Linked DNA regions of Mus musculus: all the other regions are linked to region 1. The links are chromatin contacts, called in public HiChIP or PLAC-seq maps. All regions are on one chromosome and are shown on one strand. Each heading gives the region's core, a stretch centred on a gene start, on an enhancer-like site or on the middle of the called end of the contact. The rest is flanking DNA. Distances are from core to core; before and after follow the strand shown.

Region 1 (4,135 bases), core at 828-3,327:
GTATTCTCGACTGGAAAGAAGCAAGGTTAAAATAAAGATGTACAGGAATAATCTCCAGTTCCTTGAGAGAAGCAGTCATGTCAGGCATACAGCCCTTACAGCTAGTCAGGTAGTAAATTCTTTTTAGCATCTATGGGGTTAATATTTGGAAAGGAACTCACAAAGAATGAAATATAATGTAGCTTACCTCCCTTAACACCATCTTACTTACAGTACAAGACAGCAAAATACAACTGCCAATTATACAGCTGCGGAAAGTATGGGCTGAAGCAGTGCACTACGTATCTGGGCTAAAGGAAGACTACAGCAGGCTCTTCCAGGGACAAAGAGCAGCAATGTAAGTGGATTGTTTTGAAGCGTAATGCCATGTGTATCATGTACTCAAGAATTATTCTTGCCAGGTTTCACTAGCAGGACTGTGTACAAACTAAAATATTGAGCATTAAATTTTTTTTAAAAAACCATGTGTTTATGTACATGTGAATGGGTGTGCATGTGGAAGCCAGAGGTTGATGTTGGGTATCTTTCCTTAGTGTTTTCTCACCTAAGTTTTGAGGCAGGATCTATTACTAAACCTGGAGCTCACTGAGTTAGACTGACTAGCCAGTGAGCTCGTAGGATCTGTGTCCCTCCCAAGCCTCTTAGTACTGGGGGTACAAGCACACTCTGTCATGTACTAAGCTGAGATAATCATGCGTGCAAGGCAAGCACTCTACCCACTGAGCTGTCACCCTGATAATAATCCTAACCAGACTTAGATTTCTTTCTTTCTTTTTTTTTTTTTTTTTTGTTTGTTTTTTTTTTGTTTTTTCGAGACAGGGTTTTTCTGTGTATCCCTGGCTGTCCTGGAACTCACTCTGTAGACCAGGCTGGCCTCGAACTCAGAAATTTGCCTCCCTCTGCCTCCCAAGTGCTGGGATTAAAGGCGTGCACCACCATTCCCGGCCAGACTTAGATTTCGTATTAATAGTGTAAAATCACTCAGCTGTAATGACTTGGAAGTAGTAGTTGCTGAGTGATCTTAGTTAAAGAAGGTTGTTTAATCACAGACTCCACAGGCAGGAAATAGGCCAGCTAGTTCTCTGAATTGATAATAGAAATTTAGGTTCTGGAGTTTGGATACTGTGTGTTTGCAAATTGTTATTCAATGTTTCTGAATGTTGATAATTTTGTTTTGTTTTGCTATGGCTTAGGTTAAGTCTTCTTAGATATAATGCTAACTTGACAAAAATGAAGAATACTTTGATCTCAGCATCACAGCAACTCAAAGCTAAATTGGAGTTTTTTCGAAAAAGCATTCAGCTTGACTTGGAGAGATATAGTGAGCAGATGACTTATGGGATATGTAAGTGTCGGGCTGTAACGTATTTGTAAGGATGTCCAGTCTCTCAAAACCATCTGCTCTTTGTTGACACATAGCCAGTTATTTAACTTCACAACAGAACAACACACAGGATAACTTAAGTCATCAAACTGTTTTTGTTTTGAGGGTTAGCTCATTTCATTCCTTAATTGAGCAACTTATTTCATAATTGTAATAGAATGACTTAACTCTAGAGAAGATGAATAAGAGACTTAAGACTATGAAATTTAAGTCTTATTTTAGGAAGGCACACCGAGTCTGTACTGGGATGACTTCTTAGCAGACACTGTACTGCAATGTGTGCTTCCCCCAATCGGGTACTGAAACCAAGAGCCTTGAGATAATGGTAGGAACTCTGGGAAATGATTAAGTCACAAAGGGACCTTCATGGATGAATTGTTTCCTTTAACAAAAGACTGAGATTCCTGCGCCCTTCCTGCCAGGAGAGGACACAAAAGGCAGCCATCTAGGAGCCAAATCTTCTTACTTTCCAACACTCAGAAATGAATTTCCATGGATATTTGCCACCTAGAGTACATTTGCCTTTGTTTTCTAGTTTTGTTCTAGCAGTGTAGCAGCCCAAATGGACTAACACAGCCAGGGGAATCTTAAATTAATCTGGTTTTCTGTTTAAAATATACATACATACATACATACATACATACATACATACATACATACATACGATTTCCAAGGTCCTGGTTTTTTCTGACCATCTGCTGTGGGGTTCAGGCTGCTGTTTCCTCCACACAGTACAACCTTAGCTTCCCTCAGATGTGTTACGGATTTATAAAGAGTTAAAATTCAAATAAACTGAGTTTTCTGATTTCATGAAACATCTCTTTTTTAAGGAAGTAGGTTCTGTTTATATTTGTATTTGACAAAGTTATGGATATCTCAGAATGTCCAGTTAGTGTCCAGTTAGTGATCAGAAGTGTCTAGTTAGTGAATATGTTTATCTTCCAGTGCTATTTCTTTGTTTGCATATTATAGGCATTCTTGTGAATGACAAAACATAATTATTTCATTAAGCATCTTTGACTTGTCATAGGCATACTGTACGACTAGTGAAGTACTAGTTAACATAGTGAAATAGATCTAGTTGTGCTGACACTAACATATCAGTAGAATATTTGACAGTGACTCTCTTGTTACTTTTCTCTTGTAGTGAACAAGGAACTTATAAAAGAAAGCATTTAGTCGGGGGTTGTTTACACAGGGTGAGCCCTTGACCAGCATGGTGACTGGCAGGCAGGCAGGCATGGCTCCAGCTGTAAGCTGAGTGCTTACATCTGATCCACAGGCAGGAGGCAGAGAGAGCAGACTGGGCCTAGCATGGGTTTCTGAAACTCAAAGCCCACTTCCACTGACAAATTTTCCAACAAGGCCGAACCTCCTAATTATTTCTAAACAGTTTACCACCCGGGAACCAAATATTCAAGTATATGAGCCTGTGGGGGCCATTCTCAGGAAACCACCACAGTGATAATTCAATTGTGAGGAAAGCATGCATAGATTAGGTTGTCTTGTGAGAGAATAGAGACTGTATCTTGTAACAGTCACTTTAGTGAGAACACTTGAGTAAAGGGACAGGCCTTTCTTTTTATACTTTTTATGTATTTTACAGTACTGGGAATTGAACCTAGTCCCTTGTGTTGTTTTTGATACAAGATCTTTATTTATGTTGTTTTGGGTGGCCTGGAATTGACTACATAGACCAGGCTGGCCTTGATCTCCCAGAGACCTGTCTGCTTCTGCATCCCAATCTGGCATGAAAACACGTGCAGCCAAACTCAAAGCCTTGTGTACACTAGGCAACTCCTCTACTACCAAGCAACATTCCTAGCCAACAATTAGCTTTCTGAAACCTGTTTATGTATTACTTTAAGATAAGTTTTTTGGAGGGGAAAAATATATATTATTCTCCTGTAACTTCCATAACAGCTCTGTGGCTTAAAACAGTATAGATGTAAAAGCTCAGAATTTCATGGCTAAAATCTAAAAATCAAGGTGCTAGCTATGCCTTGATTCTGGAAATTTGCAAAAACAGATGATTTGCTAGCTCTCCGGACGACCAGCCATGCTGACTGTCCTTCCTTCGGCTTCCCGCTTGACTTGTCATCACCATTCTCCTTTGTGTTTCTGTGTACCCCGCCTCCCCAAGACTGTTCTCTTAAGGACTCTGGAAAAGAGTCACACTGTGGGAAGGCCTAGCTTAGTCCAGTATGCGTACATACATAGGTGATTAACTTTATAAGTTGACTATTTCCGGTGAGGTAACCTTCTAAGGTATTGGGGCTTAGGAGTATAGGATGCCTATTTGGGTAAGACACTTTCAACCCATTATGTTTCTTTGATGTTGATAGACACAGCCAGGCTAATATCTAAAGATACCTTTTTTCTTCTTTTAGCTTCAGAAAAAATGTTAAAAGCATGGAAAGAAATGGAAGAAAAGGCCATTCACTATTCTGAGGTAAAATCATTGAACTCATTCTGTGTATTTAATGTCTCCAATTAGAAATTATCTTTTATTTTTGACATATAAAAAGTATTTATCTTTTCATTCCTGAAATTTAGAAAAATATCTTGTATTTGCTTTGAAAAGAGTGTGGAAGGTTATCATGGGCTATAAAACCAAAGGCATTGGTAGCATTAAACTCCAGTTTCTTTTATTTTGTGTGTGTGTGTGTGTGTGTGTGTGTGTGTGTGTGTGTGTGTGTGTATCTCCATATATGTGTGTGTATATGTATGTGTGTGTGTATGTATGTGTGT
Region 2 (4,135 bases), core at 562-3,061, 230 kb before region 1:
AGGCAAAGCATCCATATACGTAAAATTAATGTGAATTAAATCTTTAAAGGGCAACACCTTTTTATACTGTTGGGTCGTCTTTGTGTTTGTTCTTTCTCTTTATTTTTTCCCCAGTCTCCTGCTCTTTTCCCTCAACAGCCTCTCCCTCCTCTTCTTTCTCCTTCTTTCATCCATTGTCTCTCTAGTCTTTCCCTTTCTCTACCCACTGTCTTCATCCCATTCACTCATTCTTCCCACGTGCTCCTTAAATAGCTTTTAACTTCCTAACAGTCTTTTTTATTTATTTTACTCGCTCTGTAGACCAGGCTGGCCTCGAACTCAGAACTCCACCTTGCTCAGCCTCCCGAGTGCTGGAATGAAAGGTGTGCACTAGCTTCACTTCCTAACATTCTAAAGTAGTTTTTAACCATCTTCAGTTCCATGATCATTGGCAATACATTAGCAGGCATTGAAGAAATAAATAAACTCCTAGTCATAGAGGACTCACAAAATCAAGCCAAAAGGACATAAACGATTAAAATGGATTCATAACAATCAACAAGACGGCTCTTACTCCTCACTCCTCTCTCTTTTTGTCTTCTCCTCTCCTCTCTCTCCCTCTTTATTCTCTAGCCTTTCTTCTCTCTCTTTTCTACCTTCTCTCTTTCCCCCTGTCTTTCTATAATAAAGCTCTAAAATCATTTTTTTAAAAAGTCAACAAGACTGAGACAGTAACCAAAAGTTTCCCCAAAAGTCAAAATGTAGCACCAGACTGACTCGTTGCCGAGTTTTATCAAATCTTTAAGGAAGAGGTAATAACCAAGCTCCTTAAACTGTTTCATATGGTATACAGAACACTACCAAGTTCACCCTGCCAAGTCTGCATTACCTTGATATAAAAACTGGTTCAGAGCACACACATTTTTAAAAAAGAAAATTGTCAGCCGTTTTTTCCCCTGATGAACATGGAGACAGAAAAAAAAAATTCTCAATGCAATTCTTGCAAGCCACATTTAAGGGCACGTTAAGATTATGTGTGGTGATTACTGCCTTTAATCCCAGCAAACTTTGTACAACTCCCACTCCCGTGTTAAATACTAACTTCCCGCTCCCAGTCCAAGCCTGCTTTGTTTCAAGCTTCTTATTTTAAGTTGGTGCAGAGGCTGCCCCTGCAGAGCGACTCGAGCTAAAAGCCTGTCATGGGTGCCCCTCCCACCCTGCATCCACTTCACCATTCCAGCATCTGAATGTCTACTCTGCTCCAAAAATACTTTTCAGATGTGTCCTTCCTTTTCCTTCCCCATGCCCCCATCGGAGTCTTTTCAAAGCCTGGAATAAGGCTTCCAGCCCCTGTGGTCCCCTCTGCTATCACAGTAAGTTTCTTAAATATCGAGATTTCCAGACTCTCACCGCCTCCCCTGCATTTTCTCCTCCCACTGCCCACTCCACGCCCCTTCATGCCTGCTGACATCAGCCTGGAAAGTTCCTGATCACATTAATGCTGTGCTTTTCGGAGTGCTCTCCTCTACACCATGACCCAATCTGAGGTCTGTTTTGCTAAGTCCTAGCTCTGCCTCCTCCTCCATAAGCGTTTGCACTACGTAGATGGAAAAAAACAAAACAAAAAAACAAAAAAAAACGTGCGCTGCTTTGCCAGCACACACCCCCACCCCCTTCCTTGGCGAAAGCTGGCGACCAGAGCCCACATTCAAGGTCCGGGGAGCGGAGGCGGGGGGGGGGGGGGGGGTTGTGAGGTCAGGGACTGGGCTAGCCTCCATCTGTGACTGCAAGGTACACCGGCTAGCTTCAGGAGCAGCGCATCCTGATTGGAGCGATGCGTGCAGAGCCCGGTGAGGCCGCTGATTGGCTGCGAGGGGTCAGGCGCTTTGGGCCTGGTGAACGCGAGTGAATCTGGGGCCAATGCTAACCCAGAGTAACCCCGGGAGGGGCCCGCACGCCTGACCCTTGCTTTTCCTCACCCTAGCTGGACCTCTCCCGGGCAGGCACTGGCAGAGGGCCAGGACTGGAGGAAGAGCGTTGCATGTTGCTTCTATTTCAGGCACTCAGCTTAACCTGAGTTGGAGTTTGGTAGGGCTCCATGTACGGTCACCAGGACAGTAATTTATGATGTCACAGGGCTGTGTATGTGTGTTTGGCCGCAGTGGGGTGGGAGGTGCGTTAGTGATCCAGGGAGGTAGCCACACTGCCTGCTCCTGGAAATGGCGAGGTTGGAGGCACGGTTTGAGGCTTTGGCTAAAGCAATCTTGCTACTGGAAGCAGAGCTTCTACTTTACTCCATGGGGTCTGGCCTTCCCCGAAAGCAGAAAGAAAAAAGAAAAAAAAAAGGAGAAATGTTATGGTGAAGGGTGGGTGACACTGTCCATTACTGCTGTTGAAAACTGTTTACTCAAAAAAAAAAAAAGTTAAACAGAATTATTACAGAAGAAATCCCATTCCTGTGTACACAAATCGACAGAGAGCAAATGCTAGAATATACACACACAAATGTGCAGAGCATACTATTCATAGAAGCCGAAAGGGGGGGACAACTCAACTGCTCCCCATAAATACAATGGACTGTTAATCATAATGAGGAGTTAAAAACTGATTTGTGCCAGTGTGAAAATGTTAGGAATCGATCAAAGAAGATAAATCAAAGAAATGACTTAGACACAGATTTAAGCCAGTAGAAAGTCTATTAGCTGGCTGGTACTTACAGACTTGAGCCTTTCTCGGGGTGAGATGTTTGTTTTTAATTATTATTATTATTATTATTATTTTATTTATTTATTTATTTATTTTTTTGGTTTTTCGAGACAGGGTTTCTCTGTGTAGCCCTGGCTGTCCTGGAACTCACTCTGTAGACCAGGCTGGCCTCGAACTCAGAAATCTGCCTGCCTCTGCCTCCCAAGTGCTGGGATTAAAGGCGTGCGCCACTACGCCCGGCTTATGGCATTTTTTTTGTATTTTTTTTTTTTAATATGAGTACACTGTAGCTGTCTTCAGACACACCAGAAGAGGGCATCGGATCCCATTACAGATGACTGTGAGCCACCATGTGGTTGCTGGGAATTGAACTTAGAACCTTGGGCAAAGCGGTCAATGCTCTGAACTGCTGTTCCATCTCTTCAGCTCTCTCAGGGCAAGCTTTTAAGCACACACACACACACACACACACACACACACACACACAATACAAAACATGTCTTTGTTTGACACATTTAGCAAGAACAGTTAGCCAGAAGGGGAACTACAGAAGCCAAAAAGCAAGGCTAGTACATTTACAGACTTCCCAGAGCTATGGCCTTTGATGAATTAGATCTTTGTTTTCATTTTGGCGGGTGGTGCTGCCTATGTGCTGGGTTCCATGACCTGAATAGTACTTCTATCACTTCACCATGTTAGTTGTGTTAAGATTTGGGAGCCAACTAAGGACCAGGTTGGGGGGGGGGGGCGGTGGGGGACCTGTTACAAAGAGACACACAGAATGTCATGCAGGGAGGCTACCAGACACACACAGTATGGCTATTTCTCCGACATAAACAACAACCGATTCATAGGCAGCATATTGGTTGTTGATACAGTGGGAGGGTCATGAGGAGTCATTCGAATGGGAATAGTGTTTCCTTTTGGGGTGAGGATAATGACATTTTTTTAAAACTAAAGATGAGGCCCAGTATAGTGATAAACATCTCTTATAGCAGCACTAGAGATGCAGAGAGAGAGAGTCCGGTCTAACGGACTGAATTCCAGGACAGCCAAGGATACTGAGAGAAACCTTGTCTGAAAACCAGGTGATTAATTAATAACTAATAATAGTAATAAATGGCGGTGGCTAAACAGTATAAGTATATAAATTCATGCGCCATGGTCATGGATTTGGGACCTTTAAAATGATGCTTTTATGATGTCATTTATTCACTTAGTTAGGTTTTTTGTTTTTGTTTTTCCAGTGTTGGGGACGCAATCCAGGGCATCTTACAAGCATGGCAAGAGTAAACAGAGCCTTATTTTTACAGTGTAAGTTGCTTCTACGCCAAAGAAATGCTGCTTCAGTTAACAGGCATAACTAACCCAAAGAGTCTCAGAGGAGAATTCTTACCCTCACCCTCCACTTCTAAAGAAAAAGAAAAAAGAAAAAAAGAAATCGTAAGAA
Region 3 (4,135 bases), core at 677-3,176, 200 kb after region 1:
TCTCCCTTCCAGGTCCCATCCCTCCCATCCATCCAGCAGAGAAGTAGTTACTTTGTAGCTGTACCCAGCCCCTTGCAAGCCAGAGGCCAGGCCTTTCCCCTGCTCTCTCTCTCCCCTCCTCTCACCGGAGGCCTGGCGGGTTCCTTCTCTGTGCACCTCTGTCTTGGGGCGGTTGGGTCCAGTCTGTTTTAGTTTTGGACCTTGGCCCTAAGGTGTGGTCCCTGAATTTAGGAGGCCTTCTCTCTTGAAGTGTTAGGTTTCTATGAAAACGGAGGAGGGTGAAGCTCCTCACAGGGAGGCAGGCTGTCTTCACTGGCGTGCGTAGGATTTGAGGGGATTTCTCCATAGGTGTTGGGGTCTTCCCCTCAGTGGCGAGTCCTCCCTTATACCTAGCCCTTTTCTGGCTTACAACTGGAACTTTGGCTTCTGGTCCAGGCTACTTGTTGGCTGTCTTCTGTTAATTTATTCCCTTACTTGTCAAAGGCTGGCAACTGTCTCAGGAAGCAAATGTGTAAATACAAATGTGGCCGAGTTGCATTTTCTTGTTTTGAGTCACGTCCTCTTCAGTTTCTGCTGCTTTTGATTGTTTCGTAATGCCTACATATAATTATGGTTTTAATGCCATGTCTGGAGCTGTTAGTTAGTTATCAGCTGTTAATTAGGAAGGTCCCCGGTTGGTTATCTTTAAGGTTTTATGCTGGCTAAGAACGTAATTGGCTATGACAGAAAAGGGCCTGGTGTGTCAAATCCTGGGTCTCAAATTCCACGTTACCTGTGTTGATGTAAGTGACCTGAGGGTCCGGAGAGGAAGCGTTTCTTACAGAGACGAATCTGAAAGCAGGACTGTGTGGGGGCCGAGGCTAAGGCTCCAGGTTGAGAGAGAGCCATGACTGGGACTTTTTATATTAATTCTAGAAGGACCCTTCATGCCAACAGATCTAATGTTTCTAATAAGTAATGGGTAACTCTCACAATTGGGTTATCTTATTTCTTTATATGTATGAGTGTTTTGCCTGCATGTATGTCTGTGACCAATGTCAGAAGATGTCAGATCTCCTGGACTGGGAGATCACAGGTGGCTGGGAGCCACCATGTGGGCGTTAAGAATCAAACCCAGGTCCTCTGCAAGAGCAACGAGTTGTCTTAACTGCTGAGCCGCTCTCCAGCACTTGTGATTGGGTCTTAAAGTGTATTGAGTGTATTTAGTGAGCTGCAGCCAGCACTTCTGAAAAATAAAAGCAGCGCGCTCCCCCCCCCCTTTTTGTTTGTTGCTTTCTGTTTATTTGCTTGTTTTGAGACAGGGTCTATGTAGCCCTGGCTGGCTTGGAACTTAGCATGTAGCCCAGGCTGGCTCCTCCTCTTCCTGCCTCTGCCTTCCGAGTACTAGGATTAAGTCCATGCCACTATGCCTGGCTTTTGTTGTCGCTTCTTTACTGTTGTATTGAGTTGGTCTCTCTCAAGCCAGGTTGGCCCTAGAACTTATTATATAGTCTAGACTCACATTAAACTCACAGCAATCTTTCTGCCTCAGCCTCCCTCTAGCCCCCGAGTGCTGGGGCTACAGGGGTGATCCACTACATCTAACTAAAATAAGAGTTAATGGTAAAATTTAAAAATACATCTAGGATTGTCAAAAAGCATGTTTTATGTATGTATGTGTGTGTGTGTGTGTGTGTGTGTGTGTGTGTGTGTACTCAAATCCAAACTACCTAACTAATGTGAAAGGAGGAAGCACACACAGCAAGGCAGCTCAGACAGCCTCGATCAGAAGGCACTTGCAATCGCTCAGGCCAGCACTTCTGCTTCATTACCAGGGCTGAAGCCAGAAGACTGGATTCATTCTGCTTAAACAAACTTAGAAGAGAGGGAAGTCCTAGAGACAGGGGGTAGAGCACACATGCAGAGCACACAACCTGCAGGAAGGGCGTGCGCTGAGCAGAGATTCAGTTTGGTTGCGGGTGGGGCACAGGACAGCAGAGGCATGGGGCTTGTTACAGGGAGTGTGCGCTTCTTTTCCTGTTACGGGGATAAAATACTCTAACAAAAGCAACTTTAAAAAGGAAAGGGTTATTCTAGCTGACAGTTCAAGGTACTGGACTGTCAACATAGGGAAACCGAGGCAGCAGGAGCTTGAAGTGTGTGGTTGAATTGTATCCACAGTTGCGCCCCTCCCCCAGGAAATGGTCACATTGTGTCCACGGTCAGAAGGGGAACAGTGCAGCACGTGCCTTAGTGATTATCAGATCTTCTCAGTGTTATACAGTGCTGAGTTCCCAGCCCAGGGAATGGTCCTACCCTCAGTGAAGATGGGTCTCCTACACCAATCAATAAGATTAAGATGCCAGAGTCCTGTTGTCCCAAAGACAGTATACTCTGTCGAGCTGATGATTAACACTAACGGCCACAGCCCCACCCCTTGCCAATTCAACACCTACACACACCACTCCCTTTTAAAGGTTAATAGTCTATATAATTCTTAAATTTATTATTAGGGTGGCATGTGGAGGTCAGAGAACAACTTTGTGGGGTTGGCTCATGCCCGCCACCTCTTTGCAGAGGCAAGGGATCAAAGTGAGGATTCTGGCTTGTAAGTTAGATGCTTTTACTCACGGGGACATTTCTAGCCTATGCACATCCCTTCTCAGCCATAACTTTCCACCCCTCGCTCCCATGGGCTCAAGACCATGTTACAATGTAAGCGGTATTCATCTCATCTCTCCAGTTTCCTGATGGTGGGTGTGATGTGACTAGCCGCTCTAAGCTCACACTACCTGGATAGCCCCACCACGGGGTAGACTGTTAAAAGTGACACATCCTGCTATAAGATCAGAAAGCAAGTCACCAAATATAAACCAAAGTGTGGGTTCACCAAGTGGGACAGAAGAAGCCAGGTGTGACCCCCAGAAAAAAAGATCGATTAACACTGGCACGTGCCTGTAATGTCAGTACTTAGACAAAAGCAGGAAGAATGCTGAGTTCCAGGCCAGTGCAATCTCCCCCTAAGGTTTTCTTTCGCTGTGCACAGTGCTACATGTCTGTAATCCCTGCACTTGGAAGGTAAAGGCCAAAGGATCAGGAGTTAAAAGCCAGTCTTAGCAACCTAGTAAGTTCACGGCCAGCCTAGGCTACACAAGCAAACAAGCAAACAAACAAACAAAAACCAAAATAATAAAAAGGAAGAAAAACAGTTTTATTGCCTGATACAAAAATTCTATTAGAATTTTAAAAAAGATTTTATTTGTATTTTTTTTAAGCCATATGCATATGTGTGTGGGTTTGTGCATGTGACCACAGTACCAGCAGAATCCAAAAAGAGTCTCTCTCATCCCTTGGAGCTGGAGTTATAAGGACCGGCGAGCTAGCAAAAGTGAGTGCTGGGAACTGAACTCAAGTCCTGGGAAGAGCAGTGTGTACCCCTTCTGTCTCTCCACCTTCTCAAGAGCCTCTCACCAAGCAGTGGTGACTTGTTTCAAGTAAATCACCTATCTCTGACACATTGCTTTACTTCTACCTAAAAACTAAAAAGTCACCCAGCCCGAAGCCTCCCATGGCTCCCTTCATCTGGTGCATGTTCAGAAATGGCGTCTCAGTTGCTCCTTGCATTCTTTGGTGCAATAAATTGCAGACTTACAGACCAGCACTGGATTCTAGATAGGAACGTGGATAAGGGGCCAGGAGAACAGAGTGTGGAGGGCTTGGCTTCTAGCTAGCTCCAAGAATCTGTCCCTGCAGGAATTTTCTCCCAGTTAAAGGCCTAAGCCGCCAGCCAGTCCCTGACAAACAAAGGTAGGGGTTGGGGGTGGGGGTGTCTGATGCTGTTGGGATTTACAGCCCTGAGATGAAGTGGAGTCAGCGCTGAAGTTTAGCGATCTCTAAAAATTTCCCATGATCCCCGAAGACAGTGAGCCCAGTCGGACAGTCTCGCAGAGAAAGGGCAAGCTGCCTCCAGACAGAAGTGAAGTGGGTCCTGAAGGAAAAGAATGGGGCTGGGCTGGGTCGGTGGGCTGGGGCCAGGCGTGGGGATAAAGAAAACCAGGATTTATGAGTCCTCCAGGCGGGCGGGCAGTGAGGAAGAGCAGATTCAAGGCTGCTTCCTCTGGGGGCTCGCTGCACGGGCTGCATCTACACAGACGCT

The links. HiChIP or PLAC-seq counts read pairs in DNA pulled down with a chosen protein or histone mark.
Region 2: an H3K27ac HiChIP or PLAC-seq map of extraembryonic endoderm stem cells shows a contact between it and region 1. The contact joins two enhancer-like sites. A contact is called at or near these places in 4 of 39 promoter capture datasets (frontonasal cranial neural crest, hippocampal neurons, maxillary cranial neural crest and 1 more), 7 of 484 Hi-C or Micro-C datasets (embryonic stem cells, female germline stem cells, female germline stem cell-derived STRA8 germ cells and 2 more), 1 of 115 datasets of contacts at active chromatin or transcription factors (extraembryonic endoderm stem cells) and 2 of 9 other capture datasets (adipose tissue and liver).
Region 3: an H3K27ac HiChIP or PLAC-seq map of extraembryonic endoderm stem cells shows a contact between it and region 1. The contact joins two enhancer-like sites. A contact is called at or near these places in 1 of 15 datasets of contacts at CTCF or cohesin (the NIH/3T3 cell line), 2 of 484 Hi-C or Micro-C datasets (epidermal suprabasal cells and nephron progenitors), 7 of 115 datasets of contacts at active chromatin or transcription factors (the NIH/3T3 cell line, bone marrow-derived macrophages, cardiomyocytes and 4 more) and 3 of 9 other capture datasets (adipose tissue, liver and pancreatic islet).

The regions. Positions count from the first base shown.
Region 1 is chr19:44,084,118-44,088,252 of GRCm38.p6, reverse strand. It overlaps Chuk (conserved helix-loop-helix ubiquitous kinase), which reads left to right. Exons shown (of 21, transcript NM_007700.2): 12 at 214-337; 13 at 1,194-1,345; 14 at 3,775-3,836. Among named protein-coding and RNA genes, the nearest start is that of Erlin1, 16 kb to the right of the region's middle. Within about 2 kb of position 2,077, at least 12 of the 459 cell types and tissues checked have an H3K27ac peak or open chromatin away from gene starts, as enhancers often do. A contact at or near this core is called in extraembryonic endoderm stem cells, where this site is marked.
Region 2 is chr19:44,312,372-44,316,506 of GRCm38.p6, reverse strand. No RefSeq gene overlaps it. Among named protein-coding and RNA genes, the nearest start is that of Mir5114, 11 kb to the right of the region's middle. Within about 2 kb of position 1,811, at least 328 of the 459 cell types and tissues checked have an H3K27ac peak or open chromatin away from gene starts, as enhancers often do. A contact at or near this core is called in extraembryonic endoderm stem cells, where this site is marked.
Region 3 is chr19:43,882,957-43,887,091 of GRCm38.p6, reverse strand. All of the region lies in intron 4 of Dnmbp (dynamin binding protein), which reads left to right. Among named protein-coding and RNA genes, the nearest start is that of Gm24400, 28 kb to the right of the region's middle. Within about 2 kb of position 1,926, at least 86 of the 459 cell types and tissues checked have an H3K27ac peak or open chromatin away from gene starts, as enhancers often do. A contact at or near this core is called in extraembryonic endoderm stem cells, where this site is marked.